Regions from separate parts of the Mus musculus genome. Here all the other regions are linked to region 2. Evidence: chromatin contacts called from public ChIA-PET and promoter capture Hi-C data. All regions are on one chromosome and are shown on one strand. Each heading gives the region's core, a stretch centred on a gene start, on an enhancer-like site or on the middle of the called end of the contact. The rest is flanking DNA. Distances are from core to core; before and after follow the strand shown. Region 1 holds the start of Acot8 (acyl-CoA thioesterase 8). Region 2 holds the start of Sys1 (SYS1 Golgi-localized integral membrane protein homolog (S. cerevisiae)). Region 3 holds the start of Zswim1 (zinc finger SWIM-type containing 1). Region 4 overlaps Stk4 (serine/threonine kinase 4).

The links. Promoter capture Hi-C pulls out the DNA fragments that hold promoters and counts their contacts. ChIA-PET counts read pairs in DNA pulled down with a chosen protein or histone mark.
Region 1: a contact with region 2 is called in an RNA polymerase II ChIA-PET map of memory CD8 T cells, with 21 read pairs. The contact joins the promoter of Acot8 here to the promoter of Sys1 in region 2. A contact is called at or near these places in 13 of 39 promoter capture datasets (the 3T3-L1 cell line, 3T3-L1-derived adipocytes, the C10 cell line and 9 more), 1 of 15 datasets of contacts at CTCF or cohesin (large pre-B cells), 2 of 484 Hi-C or Micro-C datasets (the HPC-7 cell line and pro-B cells), 4 of 115 datasets of contacts at active chromatin or transcription factors (bone marrow-derived macrophages, embryonic stem cells, extraembryonic endoderm stem cells and 1 more) and 2 of 9 other capture datasets (adipose tissue and pancreatic islet).
Region 3: a contact with region 2 is called in a promoter capture Hi-C map of erythroid cells, with 11 times the contacts expected there. The contact joins the promoter of Zswim1 here to the promoter of Sys1 in region 2. A contact is called at or near these places in 2 of 39 promoter capture datasets (3T3-L1-derived adipocytes and erythroid cells).
Region 4: a promoter capture Hi-C map of the 3T3-L1 cell line shows a contact between it and region 2, with 4 times the contacts expected there. The contact joins the enhancer-like site here to the promoter of Sys1 in region 2. A contact is called at or near these places in 9 of 39 promoter capture datasets (the 3T3-L1 cell line, the C10 cell line, cranial neural crest and 5 more), 2 of 15 datasets of contacts at CTCF or cohesin (both in the NIH/3T3 cell line), 3 of 484 Hi-C or Micro-C datasets (cortical neurons, forebrain and palatal mesenchyme), 11 of 115 datasets of contacts at active chromatin or transcription factors (astrocytes, bone marrow-derived macrophages, craniofacial prominence and 8 more) and 1 of 9 other capture datasets (liver).

Annotation. Positions count from the first base shown.
Region 1 is chr2:164,803,234-164,806,600 of GRCm38.p6, forward strand. Acot8 (acyl-CoA thioesterase 8) reads right to left here and starts at 1,648. Exons shown (of 6, transcript NM_133240.2): 1 at 1,457-1,648. The coding sequence starts at 1,584. It overlaps Zswim3 (zinc finger SWIM-type containing 3), which reads left to right and starts at 1,881. Exons shown (of 2, transcript NM_178375.2): 1 at 1,881-2,198. The coding sequence starts at 2,044.
Region 2 is chr2:164,459,644-164,462,631 of GRCm38.p6, forward strand. Sys1 (SYS1 Golgi-localized integral membrane protein homolog (S. cerevisiae)) reads left to right here and starts at 1,328. Exons shown (of 4, transcript NM_025575.3): 1 at 1,328-1,477; 2 at 1,650-1,886. The coding sequence starts at 1,725.
Region 3 is chr2:164,821,436-164,824,747 of GRCm38.p6, forward strand. It overlaps Zswim1 (zinc finger SWIM-type containing 1), which reads left to right and starts at 1,251. Exons shown (of 2, transcript NM_028028.2): 1 at 1,251-1,765; 2 at 3,247-3,312. Zswim3 (zinc finger SWIM-type containing 3) reads left to right here. Exons shown (of 2, transcript NM_178375.2): 2 at 1-692. The coding sequence ends at 254.
Region 4 is chr2:164,113,835-164,117,053 of GRCm38.p6, forward strand. All of the region lies in intron 9 of Stk4 (serine/threonine kinase 4), which reads left to right. Among named protein-coding and RNA genes, the nearest start is that of Stk4, 41 kb to the left of the region's middle. Within about 2 kb of position 1,922, at least 16 of the 459 cell types and tissues checked have an H3K27ac peak or open chromatin away from gene starts, as enhancers often do. A contact at or near this core is called in embryonic limb bud, where this site is marked.

The sequences.
Region 1 (3,367 bases), core at 398-2,897, 340 kb after region 2:
AGGGAGGCCAACGAGTCTGCTCTCGAATCTCTTACATCACCGCACAAATCTTTCGTCCACGCATCTACCCAAGCTTTCTGTGGACTTCAAACAGAACATAAGCGCGAGCTCCCTCGTTTACAGCAAGAGTACAGGAAGCATGTCCACACAGTTCAACCCTTACCAACCCTGGGAGGTCTCAAGTCCACAGCTTCCCCGCCCCAAACCAGGGAAAGGGAGAGGCCAGAAGTTTGTTGAGGCCTTGAACAGACATGAGGAACTCCAAAAAAAACAGATCTGGGACTGGGTTGTGTGGATGAAGGCTTGCTGCTGGCACTCCTTAACCATGACAAGGCAGCTCTTCCAGGAACTAGTTTCAGAGCTAAAAGGACTTCAAGACTTCCCATATAACTCCCTTAAAAAAAAAAAAAAAAAAAAAAAAAAAAAAACAGTCTGAGGTTGTGAAACTGAATGCAGATTAATCTAGCCGAAATCAGAGGCGCTGCCGGCTACCTGCAGATTAATCTAGGTGAAAGGGCTTGCCCAGTGCTGGAGCCTGAACCCTGAGTCCTAGCACTCAACCCTGAGATTGTCAGTTTTTTCTTTACAGAACAATTTGAAAAGCGCTCCTGGCCCAAGACAGTAATTACCTAGCTGGAAGAACGATAGCTTCTGATAAAGTCGTAAGGGCTGCATGGGTCAGAACTGTCACTGAACAGGCATGGTGGTACACACCTTTGAGCCCAGGATTTGGGAGGCAGAGATACACTGGCCTCTGTGAGCTCAAGGCCAGCCAGGTCTACACAGAGTTCCAGGTTAGCCAGGGAGGGCTATACAGAAAGCCTGTCTCAAAACAAAACAAGACAACCAGCTAGACCTGGTGGTGAACTCCTGCCAGCGCTTAAGAGACAAATGAAGGTGGATCCCTGTGGGTTCCAAGCCAACTTGCTGTGTATATATATATACTCTCTCTCTCATTCTCTCCCTCTCCATTCATATATATATAGTGAATTCCAGGTCATCCAGGACTATATTTAGTGACATCTTGTCTCTAAACAAAACAAAAAAATTGTTACAAACCCACTTCAGTGAAAGATAAGTAATGACTTACCAGACATTAAGGGATGGCTTGAACAAACGAACACACACGCACACTCAGTCTACCAGATTAAGCTGCCTTGTGGGGTAGCGGAGTCTCTGTCCCCTCTCTCCCTCTCTCCCTCTCTCCCTCTCTCCCTCTCTCTCTCTCTCTCTCTCTCACACACACACACACACACACACACACCTTCCCCCCCCACCCCCCAGATCGCCTCCTGAAGAGGAAGCAAGGATGGATGCCAGGGACATGCCTTCTAACTGCAGCAGAGCTTGCATCCAACTCTTAACCCCAGAACTGAGGTTCACAGGGAGATGGCAGTAATCGCGACTCTATACTGAAAGAGGGGTGCGAGCCTAGTTCAGAGGCGCTACCGGCTACCTGTAGAGATCTTCATCTAGCGGCTCGAGGTTGAGCACGCTCGTGACCAGCACACTACGGAGGTCCCCGGAAAGGTCGCCGCGGTCGGCGTCGCCATGAGCATCTCCCAGACCCTCTGGCGCTGACATTTTCACTGCTGGCTGCGGTTGAGAGAAACGCGGAAACTTATATAGGCTCCCAGCGCTTCCGGAAGGTCGCTCCAGGGGCCGGAAATCCCAAGGGCTCCGGGGAGCGAGACGCAGATTGTGATTGGTCGATGTGCTTGTCAATTTCAGAGTGGGCGCGGCTAGCTCTATCTTAAGATTGGAGGATATTTGTGTCAGTTTTGGACATCCGCGTGTGATTGGGTGAATCAGCGAGGGGGCGGAGCCTTGGAGATGAATAATAAGGGATGAGCGTCTTTCCTCTTCTGTCACTGAGCAAAGTCGCCCCTAGGTTGCTGTTACCGGTCTCCTCCTGTTCTGGGCTCCTCCCAAGCGCCCTGTAAGCCACTCACTCGGGACCGCAGCTGGGCCCGTGCCAGCCGTTACCCAGTGACCTCTGACCCCTGCCGTGGTTCTAGGTTCTAGGAGGGCCAGTCCCCGGCCATGGAGCTAGGCAGCTGCTTTAAGACCTACGAGGACTTCAAGGAGTGTTTCAGCGCCTACAAAAAGGAGACCAGGTGCTCCTTCATTGTCAGGGACTGCATCTCCGTCCGCTTCCATAACCTCAACAACGGCACCTCTTTCCGCGAGGATATCCTGTAAGGGCGGGGCAGGAGGGTGGGGAGGAGGGCTGCCTGGAGGAGGAGGGCGTGCATGGAGGAGCCACGTTCCCCGTGCCTGCGGAAAAACGAGGGAAACCTCACCGGCGTGGCCTTTGCTACCCGCCGCGCTTGCTCCCACTCCTTCATTCACGAGCTTTCCTGGGAATTCGCAGTAACTGCATCTTGTTGTTTTTCCGTTTTATTTGTTTGTTGAGAGAATCTATCTCAAGCGCAAGGCTGGTTGAGGAGTGAATTGAAACGCCTTAGTAATAATTTCCTCCATTAGCCTCCTCTTTACAAAGCAGTAATGGTGCTCATTGGTTGGTTGGTTGGTTCTTTTCGGTGATTGATTTTGTAAATGATTCTTGAGCTCCAGATACAGCCGTTTTCAAACACCTTCCTTATCCAAGGTGGTGCTCCCTGAGTGCCTTTCTTACTCTGCAGGGCTGTGTGTCAGAATTATTGGTGGTAGCTCCCTGACTCATTTGACTTTAGGGGCTAAAAGCTGATGAAAACGCCAGGGCTTTTAGGGTTCAGGTGAAACAGCCTACTATAAATTTAGCTTTTAGTTTTTCTTTGAAAGAAAGAATAAGGGTGCAGGTTTAGAAGCCCAATGCGAAAAGGTTGAGGCCGGCGGGTCATGAGTTTGAGACAAATCAGTTTGGTTTAAAAAAAAAAATACAGGGAAAGGGGGTTGGTGGTGGAAGCCTTTAATCCCAGCACTCAGGAGGCAGAGGCAGGCAGATCTCTGTGAGTTCGACGCCAGTCTGGTCTACAGAGCAGCTTCCAGGACAGTCAGGGCTACACAGAGAAAACCTGTCTTGAAAAACCAAAGTGGGGAGTTGGGGGGCGGGAGGGAGAGACAGAGAGAAATGGGAAGCAGCCCCGCCCCTTCGTAAAAAGGAAGGTTTGTGTGCCCAGTCTTTTGCTGTGAAATCTAATCATATGAATCAATTTGAAAGTCAATTCAAGTTTTAATTACAACATATAGGCCAACTGAGTGTCAAAATATACCAAAGTTTGAGTCAGGGATTGAGCTCTTTGGACAGTACTTTCCAGACTATAGAGCCTGGCTGTGTTCTGGCTCCATTCTGAAGTCCAGGGTCACTCTTGGGTACACATAAAGATGAATAAGTGTCCCTAAGGAGTTACTTGGACTTAGAAAC
Region 2 (2,988 bases), core at 78-2,577:
AAAAAAAGAGCCTGAAAACTCTGTACTAAAGAAAGAAAACACTGAGAATCTAAAATGAAAATAGTCATTTTTTAAAATGTATTATTTCCTTGGGAGTCCTTGGGAATTCCATGTGGGTCTGGAATATAGCAAGTTTCAGACCATCCAGGGCTACATAGTGAGACTGTAAGACCCCTGAAGCTGGGCCTCTGCTCAAGTCCCAGGATGAGTTGGCCAGCACCCCAGTGACCCGAGAGAAAACCACACCTGATGCAAACTGCAAGAGGTTTTATTATTAGGTAGCTGAGGATGAAGTCCCTCTGCTGTGCAGGGGCTGGGAGTTGACCCTGAGCGGTGACAGTAGGGGGCTTTTAACAGCTAGCTGGGGAATTGGGAGGAGTTGGGAGGAGAGTTCTTCTCTTCCGGGTGTCCTTGGTGAAATTTACAAGGCAGGAGTGGGGAGTGAGTTCTTTCTGAATTTTTATCTCCATGTCCTCGGCACAGGAAGGCAGGCATCTCTGGTTGTAAAGTATAGAAACAAAAAGGCTTTTTGCTGGCTATAGAGAACAAAGAGCTTCTTTCTGGCTGTATTTTAGAGATCGGGGGAAACAAGCTTGGGGAACGTCCAGGGGCTTTACCTTCCAGGGAGAAACGCTCTAAGTCGGGGTCCCACGAGACTCTGTCTTTAAAAAAAAAAAAAAAGAAAAGTTCCCTTTTGTTAAATTTAAATTGTTGCCGGGTGTGGTGGCGCATGCCTTTAATCCCAGAACTTGGGAGGCAGAGGCAGGCGGATTTCTGAGTTCGAGGCCAGCCTGGTCTACAGAGTGAGTTCCAGGACAGCCAGATCTACACAGAGAAACCCTGTCTCGAAAAAAAACAAAAAAAAATTTTTTTATATTGTTATCATTGTATTTCTATGAGTGTGATAGTCAGATGATAGCTTACAGGAGGCAGTCAGTTCTTTTCTTCCAACATGTGAGTTCAAGATATAAAATGGTCGTCAGTCTTGGCAGCAAGCATCTAGCCCTCTAACCATCTCACCATTCCTCAGTGAATGCTATTTTATTTTATTTTTTATTTTTTATTTATTTTATTTATTTTATTTTTAAAGTCTAGACCTTCCACCCCTTTCCCTCCTAGGAATGGACCTGCTGGATTTTAAAAATCTCCCTCTAGAGGGCGCGCAAGACCCACGGTTTTGTGCCTCATTTCCGTTTGCCTTCATCCTTCATCTTACGCATGTGCAGAGTTTATTTCCGGGCTGCTCGCAAGGGCCCCTTTGGATGGCGTGTAGGGTTCATCCACTGCGTCTGCGCAATGCCCCTCGGTTGCCGTCCCCGGAAGCTCTCCCTTCCCAGGAAGCCGTGGGCCGCAGCTATTCGGCCTCTCTAGGCCGGCGGGTCCTCCGCTCCATGGTCCTGTCTGTCAGCGCTGTGTCAGGAGGCCAGTGCCGAGGTCCGGTCGCGCTCCGACGCTTCGACCCTCGAGCCGGTCGCGGGTGAGTGAACCCGGGAGGAGCCCGGCGGTCGGAACGGGTGGGTCCGCCCGCCCCGCCTCTCCCACCCGGGAATGGGCTTGCTCCCGGGTCCCAGGCCCTCCTCCCTCCCTCCCGCGCCGTTACCAAGGCGACGGCCGGCCCGCCGGCTGCAGCTCCCTGTGTCTTCCCGCAGGTATCCCGGCGGCCGCGGGACGATGGCGTGGTGGCACTGACAGGCGCGGGCGGCTGCCGAGCCCCGCGGGCCGGCATGGCGGGCCAGTTCCGCAGCTACGTGTGGGACCCGTTGCTAATCCTGTCGCAGATCGTACTCATGCAGACCGTCTACTATGGCTCTCTGGGCCTGTGGCTGGCGCTGGTGGACGCGCTGGTGCGCAGCAGCCCGTCCCTGGACCAGATGTTCGACGCGGAGGTAAGCTTAGCGGAAAGGAGTGGGGTTTTGTGGTGGGGCACCGCCGAGCTCTAAATCCGGCTGGGCCAAGTTCTCATTTTGTGGACACTTTTTTTTTTTAAGAAGGGATTTCAGTGTGCGCTCCCCGCGCGACCCCGGTGCCCATCTGTAAAACGGAACGACGAGAACAGGGAAGGAGATAGAGTCTAGGAAGCAAAGTAGTGATCTACAAAGTTCACGCTCAGGAACTGCGCGTTCGAGATACAAACAAGCAAAATCTCATAGGGTTTTAAAGAACCTTACAGTGTTGTGTTGGCTGCCTATGCGCTTAGCCTCGTAGCCAGCTCCGCAGCTTGTGGCTAGAGGTTGAACACACATGGCAGATACTACAGTCAACAGACTTGTGTCCCGGGCAAACATGATGTCTCTTTCTTGAAACCCTCTAGAAAAATGACTTCCTTTCTCCCAGCTGAGCTTGTCAGGAGCCACAGTAAGAAGAGGGATAGACAAAAGGGCATCCGTAATGATGAAGTGGAAACTGTTAAGACTTGGTGTCAGATAGGTCCCTTTAAATTCCTCTCTGCCCTGTGACTTGGGCAAATGTTTCCTCTCCCGTCTGCAATATCACACTGTTGGTACGAGGTGGTGAACTGTTCAAAGAGCCTGCTGTGCTTAGGGTCCAATCTAGCTGAGAGAACTTGAAGAGTTGTTTTGCCTTTCCAATCCCTTTTATCCTCTGCAAAGTGAGCAGGATAATCCTGTCATGTTACCTATAGTAAAATGTTAAAAGGCCCAGAGGGGTTTAAGAATAAGAAAATGCTTCGTGCCGGGTGTGGTGGCACACGCCTTTAATCCCAGCACTCGGGAGGTAGAGGCAGGTGGATTTCTGAGTTTGAGGCCAGCCTTGTCTATACAAAAGTGAGTTCCAGGACAGCAAGGGTAACACAGAGAAACCCTGTCTCAAAAAAAAAAAAAAAAAAAAAACCAAAATGCTTTGTGAGGTATAGTGGAAGCCTAAGAGGTTGCTAAGAGGAGAGACAGTGATAGTTGATATGAACAAAGTTCTTGGTTCGGGAGACCTGGGATGGAGTCCTTGTGTTTGCTACTGTTGTTTGCATTGGCC
Region 3 (3,312 bases), core at 1-2,500, 360 kb after region 2:
AAGGTCAGAACCACATGATTCGGGACCTAAGCAGGGAGCTGGCAAACCTGCTGATGCAGACCGAGGGGCCAGAGCTGGAGGAGCGCTGCTCCACCCTGCGCAAGATTGTGGACATCTGGGCAGACCCCTATCAGCTGCCTGAGTCCAGTCAGCAGCCAGTTGACTTCAGAGACGTGGGCTGCCTCCCTTTCCTCTGGGGAAAGCTAGAGGAAGCAGACAGCCCCCCTCTTGCTGAAGCCATGGTTCATGATTGAAGTGTTTGTACTAGTGAACCCATCTCAGAACCACCTTGGGACAGTTCAAAGTGGTGGGTCAGACTGTAGGTCAGTATTTTTATCAGTGTCTTCCTAGGTAAGGGCTAAGAAGATCTTAAAACTCGGGGGAGAGGGACTCCACTGTGACAATCCTTTGACCCTGCCTCATTTCAGCCCTACCTTTGGCGTTCTGTAGACACCTTGTTCATTGTTCAAAGCCAAAGTTATTCCATATGAAAGGGCATGCTCCTTTCTTCCCAGCCTACACAGACGAACCCTTGCCCAGGTTAGGATAAACACAATGGGCCCGGAAAGGAGCTTTGTGTCCAGAGACAGAGGGGGAGGAGGGTAGCCCTTGATTGTCAACTGTTGCTGCTCTTTAGAAAATACCTGTTACGTATTTTTATTCACACTAATAAAGTCGGTTTTTGTTTTGTTTCACGTTTGTGTTTTTTGAGACGGGGCCTCATGTAGCCCAGACTAGCGGCCTCAAAACGTTGTCATTTTAAAGGAACCATGAATGTTGTCTAATGGGGTACTTGACATTCAGAGGGTTAGTAATGCACCCCCATACTCTGCCCTCTTCCTACCAACCTATCCTACAACACAGATGGTAGCTTGTCTTGTTCATTCTGTCCTGTCAGGGACCAGGAGGAAAGACCGACCTAAATCCTAGATTTTACTGCAAGCCACTTGCTGGGACGCTGTGGGCAAATTCCTAATTTAAACTTTTTAATTTTATTTTCGAGAGAAGCCTAGCCTGGAACTTGATGTAGACCAGGCTGGCTTCTGCTTCCCCAGTGCTAGGATTAAATACGTGTGACACCACACCCAGCTGTTTAAGACTTGGTCCTACTAGGTTGCCTGAGTTAGCTTCAAATTCTTGATCCTATCTCAGACCCTGAATAACCGGAATTACAAGCCTCAGTTTCTCCACAAGGCAAAGAATGCAGGATTACATTTGCACCTTTTTCCACCATTCTGTATCTACGGAGCTTGACAGCTCGATAGCCGACAAACTAAATGTTGTCCGTATAAAACACTGCTCTTTTTTATTTTTATTTTGGCCTTTAAAAGGTGCCGCCTTTCCAGCCCCCTAGACCGAAGGGAGGCTTCGCCCTCGGGCGGCCTGTTCCGGGCTTGAACATCCTTCCACAAGCTCTCATTGGTGATTTCTGGCCGAGCCTCTGTAACCCTGGCAACAGCCCCGTCCAGGAGCTGCCAGTCCAGGATTGGTCCGTAACTCCCAAGTTCCACAGCGAGCTCCTTTGGTCTGAGTCATTGTGAAGCTGGCGTGGTGATTGGCGAGGCTGGACGTCAGTCAGTCGGAGGCGGGCCCAGTGGGAGGAATGGCTGCCGCGTCTGCCGGTGCGCGAATGGTCTCGGCCGTGGAGGCGTGAAGCCGGGTCTCAGCGACTAGTGCATTCAGCTTCCACCAGTGGAAGGTGGATTTCGGCTCCGCTGGGCTTGAACACGAACCTCAGCCTTCCGCGTCCCCCACCGGTGTTCAGGTGAGGTCAGAGGCCGCCTTCCCTTCCTGATCCATAATTTGGGACTCTATAGGATGCCATCAGGATCTGGAGCCAAAGCTCGGCTTCCAGCTGTTGTAATGATGGACAGATAGCCTATGCTTTCTACCTCAGTCTTTCATGTGTCTTTGAACCTGAGTCTTTCATCGGCGAAATGGGGACAGTGAATGGAGCCAAATGGGAAACATTTGCATAAAGCATTACATCCAATCAGGATATGTGTAGGCGCAGGAGAGGTTACACACATGCTAGCCCCCTTAAAGTGAAAGGAATTGCCGGCCAGTGGTGGCGCATGCCTCTAATCCCAGCACTTGGGAGGCAGAGGCAGGCAGATTTTAGAGTTCGAGGTCCACAGAGTGAGTTCCTGGACAGCCAGGGCTATACAGAGAAACCGTCTCGAAAAAAGCCAAAAGAAAAAAATAAATAAAGTGAAAGGAATCAAGTTTCAGAGAAGGCAATTGGCTTGCTCAATATTTCACAGCAAATTTTGAGCAGTTTTTTTTTCCTGGTATATACCAGGACCAAAGAAAAAGTTGGTAAGAATTATAAGAATTTGTGAACAGAAAGGCCATGCAAATATTTAGAATGATTTTTAAAAAAGAATTAAATGTTGACACATGCCTTATTTGCAGCACTTGGAAGCTGAGGTGAGAGGATTGCTGTGGACAAGTCAGAGCTACACAGCAGAATCCTTCTGTAGAAAAAGAAGGTCCACATGCCATATGGGTTTTTTTGTTTTGTTTTTTGAGACAGAGGGGTACTCTGTGTAACAGCCCTGGCTCGCCTAGAACTCACAGAGATCAGCCTGCTTCTGCCTCCCAAGTGCTAGGATTGGCCATGTGTTTTCAATCCTCTATACTGCCAGTGAGCTATTATGATCTCCTATTGTCTAGAATGACCTTGAACTGACCCTGCTGCCTCCACCTCCCAGGTGCTGGGATTACAGGTGTTGGTGCCACACCCAATTCCCTAGTTCTTTTGTTTGGTTGGTTCGGGATTTTTGCATGCATGAGTGTGTGGTGGTTGTTAGGGGTTTTGTTTTTGTTTTTTGTTTTTTTAAGACAGGTTCTCTCTAAATTGCCTGTGCTGGTCTTGAGCTGATCCAGTGACGCCTGGTGACGCTTCTGTCTCAGCATTTTAGGTAGCTTAGATCACAAAGGTACACCACTGCATGTGACTTCCTGCCCTTTTTAGTTCCTGGGCTGGCTTGTTATTTATCCCTCATATCCGGGGAAATCTCCCTCAGTGTCCCACTGTAGCCCATGTGCCTTGCCCTCCGCAGCATGCTCTCTGGCCTCTTTCTCATTTTTATGGTTTTTATAATCAACCAATGTGTCCTTATGTGCTTGTTGTATATCTGCCCCTGGAAGATATATAGTGTTTGATAAGTGTTGAGATATTGTCCAGATAGATAGTTAAAAACCCAGGTACCTACTCTCTTAAGTGTCTCTTCCTTTCCCTAGGCCCATCCAAAACCGTACCTAAAACTACAGTCTAGCTTCAAGCATCAAATTACGTGGCACTTGAGA
Region 4 (3,219 bases), core at 672-3,171, 350 kb before region 2:
AATAGCCCTGTTTGGTAAGTGTTTAAGCAGGATGAAAAGTCACCCAAGTCCTCAGCATTTATAAAATCGCGGGGAACGTGCTACCGACACTTCGTGGATGGAATTTTCCTCGGTAGTAGGACACCAGATCCTGTTTTCTCAGAGGAGTGGGTGCGGAGGTGTCAGTTTGGAGACATCAAACCATTCCTGTTGGTTGCTTCTCAGAGAATCCCACACCAGTGTCCACACACTGGGGGGAGCCACGAGCAGGCTTAGACATTCAGTGGAGGAGCTTATTTTGGGGTCTCCAGGCATTGGCTTCAGATGTTGCTGGAGTTGTGGCTTGCATGGGCTACTGAGCAAAGTCCCATCTGGCTGCTTCTGTCCTTGTGGGAGAATTGGGTCCCCTGAGGCCTTGCAAGGAGTCTTGAGGGACAAGGGAGCAGCGTGGACGCTGGGTTCTCACGGGTGCTCTGCTGCTGCTGAGGTGGGGAGATGCGGAGGCCTTGGAGGAAGGTTGGAGGCTGGCTGGCCTGGTGGCTGAGGTGGGGAGGGTCTCGCCTGCTGTGTTCTTTCTGCTGCTGCAGGAATGCTGGAGCCATTGCTTTAGTGGGGACCTCCTGGTTTCTTTGCTGTGCAAGGAGACCGCCAACTCTAGGGCCACAGAGAGGCTGCAGAGCCAAGTGTTTGCTCCCAGCTAGCTAAGCCCTTCTCCAGCACAGGGCTATCCTTTCTATAGCTCTTGTCAATCTTTTATTTTTTTAAATTTTTATAGATAATATTTTGAGCATATTCTTCCTCCTTCCCCAACTTAATGTTCTTTTGTTCTTTTATTTTCAAGATTATAATATTATTACATTCCTCCTTTTCCTTTCCTCCCTCCAAGCCCTCCCATAAGCCCTCCATGCTCCCTTCAGTTTCATGGTCTCTTTTCTCATGAATTGCCATTAAACATATATGTTCCTAAATATACAACCTGCTCCGCCTATATAATGCCACTCGTCTGTGTGCCGCAGGGATGACCCTTTGATACTGCATAGCCAGTTGTACTCTTCCCTGAGGAGACTGTTTCTCCCCTCTTAGGATCCCTGAGTTGCCGTCTATAGCTCTCTGTGTAGGGTTGAGGCCTTCTAGTTGAACACCTGTCCACTTTGGCACGTTTATTGGTTAAAGTTCTTAAAAACCTGCAGGTGTGACATGCCACAGACAGACGACACACACACACACCAGTCAATCATGGAGTCCATTTGGTGTTGGCCAACTACATATTGTGTAAGCAGCAAGCTGCCTAGAGAGTAATTGGTAGAGCCAGTGTCACTCCACTGAAGGAAACAGATTTTTCCCTTTCATAGCAACTATCAGTTGCCATGGCATCTAGGTTATCGGTGAGACGTTGTGCTGGTGTTTTGTGTGGTTTGAAGCCGTGAGGCCATGTGTGTGCTGTAATAGCCTATGCGAGTTCATCTGTCCATCAGCCCTGTTCTGTTGGAAGGTGCTTGTCCAGTCTGGGTTAATCACCATCTACTGCAAGAGGAAACCTCTCTGATAAGGCTGTGGGGTGCATTGGCCTCTACTCCCCTGCCTAAAGAGATGGAGGCTCACTCATCGTTCTTTTCCTTAGTCCTAGACTTTGCTGTTGCCCTTTTTTCAGTAGAGGAGGTTTGTTTGTTTGTTTTCTTTTCACACATTAGATCTGCTCTGGGAACGCTCATTGGTGTTAAGGTGCTGTGGCTTTGGTGTCCTCGAATCAAAACTGCTTGGCAGGATCTTTTTTAAAAACACAGTTCACGTTCAGAGCTCTCGTTGAGACTCCGCACTACAGACTGTTCATTTGTGCTTCAGGCCCATGGTTTCATACTTACTCCGCCAGTCCCGCTGACAGCCGTTGCACACTGTACAGTTGATTCAGCCACAGTGGGAGTGGCTGGCCCCACCACCTTACCCAGGGTGCATGATTGGGACTGAAGTTTTGCCAGTTAAAGTGTTAAGCAATGGTAGGTACCGCATATGGCTTTAATTTAAGTTTCTCTTCTAACTGAATGGAAGCCTTTCTCTTTACCTTTTTAAGAACCGTTGGGTAGTTTTGTGCGTGCTACCAATATTTATCTCACTGTTCCCCAGATTCACAAAGTATTCTTACAATCTTTAAAATGAAGTTCTTTAAAACATTTTATGGTATTTGTTGCAAACACTTCTCAGAATTTATTTTTTAGTTTGGCTTATAAAGTATGTGTCTTATACTATTTAATAATTTTAAAATCTGTGCTGCTCTTTCACACACGTGAAGTAGCTTCTCTCCATCTATCCGTCCGTCCATCCGTCCCTCCCTCCTTCCCTTCTTCCCTTCCTGTCTGTATGTCTGTCACCATTGGAAAGCCTTCCCCAGAACTGGGCTTTAAGTGTATTCTCACATTTTCCTCTAGAATTTACAGTTTCCGTTTTTGCAGTTGCTGTTTATCAGTTTGGAAATTCTTTGTTTTGGGTGTGAGGTACATATCCACTGTAATCTTTTCCCAAACAGCTATGTGGTAGTTTGAACTTGCTAGGTTTTCTGGTCTGCTCAGCTGCCCGGGGAACCTAGGGTGTTTTGTATAGTTACTGTGTTCTGTGCCTGCTCAGCAGGCTCCAGGCTGATTGACACTGGGTTCTGATACTCCGTGCTCACGGGTAGGATCAGGTGAGGGTCTGATGCTCCGTGCTCACGGGTAGGATCAGGTGAGGGTTGCTATGCAGCTGTTTCATGGCCTGTCCTTCCTCTTGACTTCCCAGACGAGGGAACTAAGCACAGAGCATGACTTCTTGTCTCCTTAGCAAGTCCCGTGTCACAGTTTTACAAGCTTGTTTTATTATTATAGTTCTTGTAGTACTTCGGTATGCAGTAATAGTGAAGCTTGAAAACTAACAAAGCAAACCTCAGAAGCACCTTGTATTTTCTGTAGAACACACAAAACAATAGTGCGTCGTGTCTTCCTTGTGTGAAATCCCCTGTGAGAAGGAAGCTGCAGCATAGCAGTGGTAGTACCTTGCAGTGGCAGACCTGGGATTGCCTGACATGGGTGATAGAGAAAGAACACGAATGTCTGAGGAGTCACTTAGCGGTTTGGAATACTTTTCTCCTGTGTATAGGAGTTTACAGAGCTCAGCTCATGCTGTAATATGGTATTATATCCCATAAAAGTCATTTGTAAATAATATTTTAAAATTATTTATGGGCCAGGTATGAAGCTACATGCCTTTAAT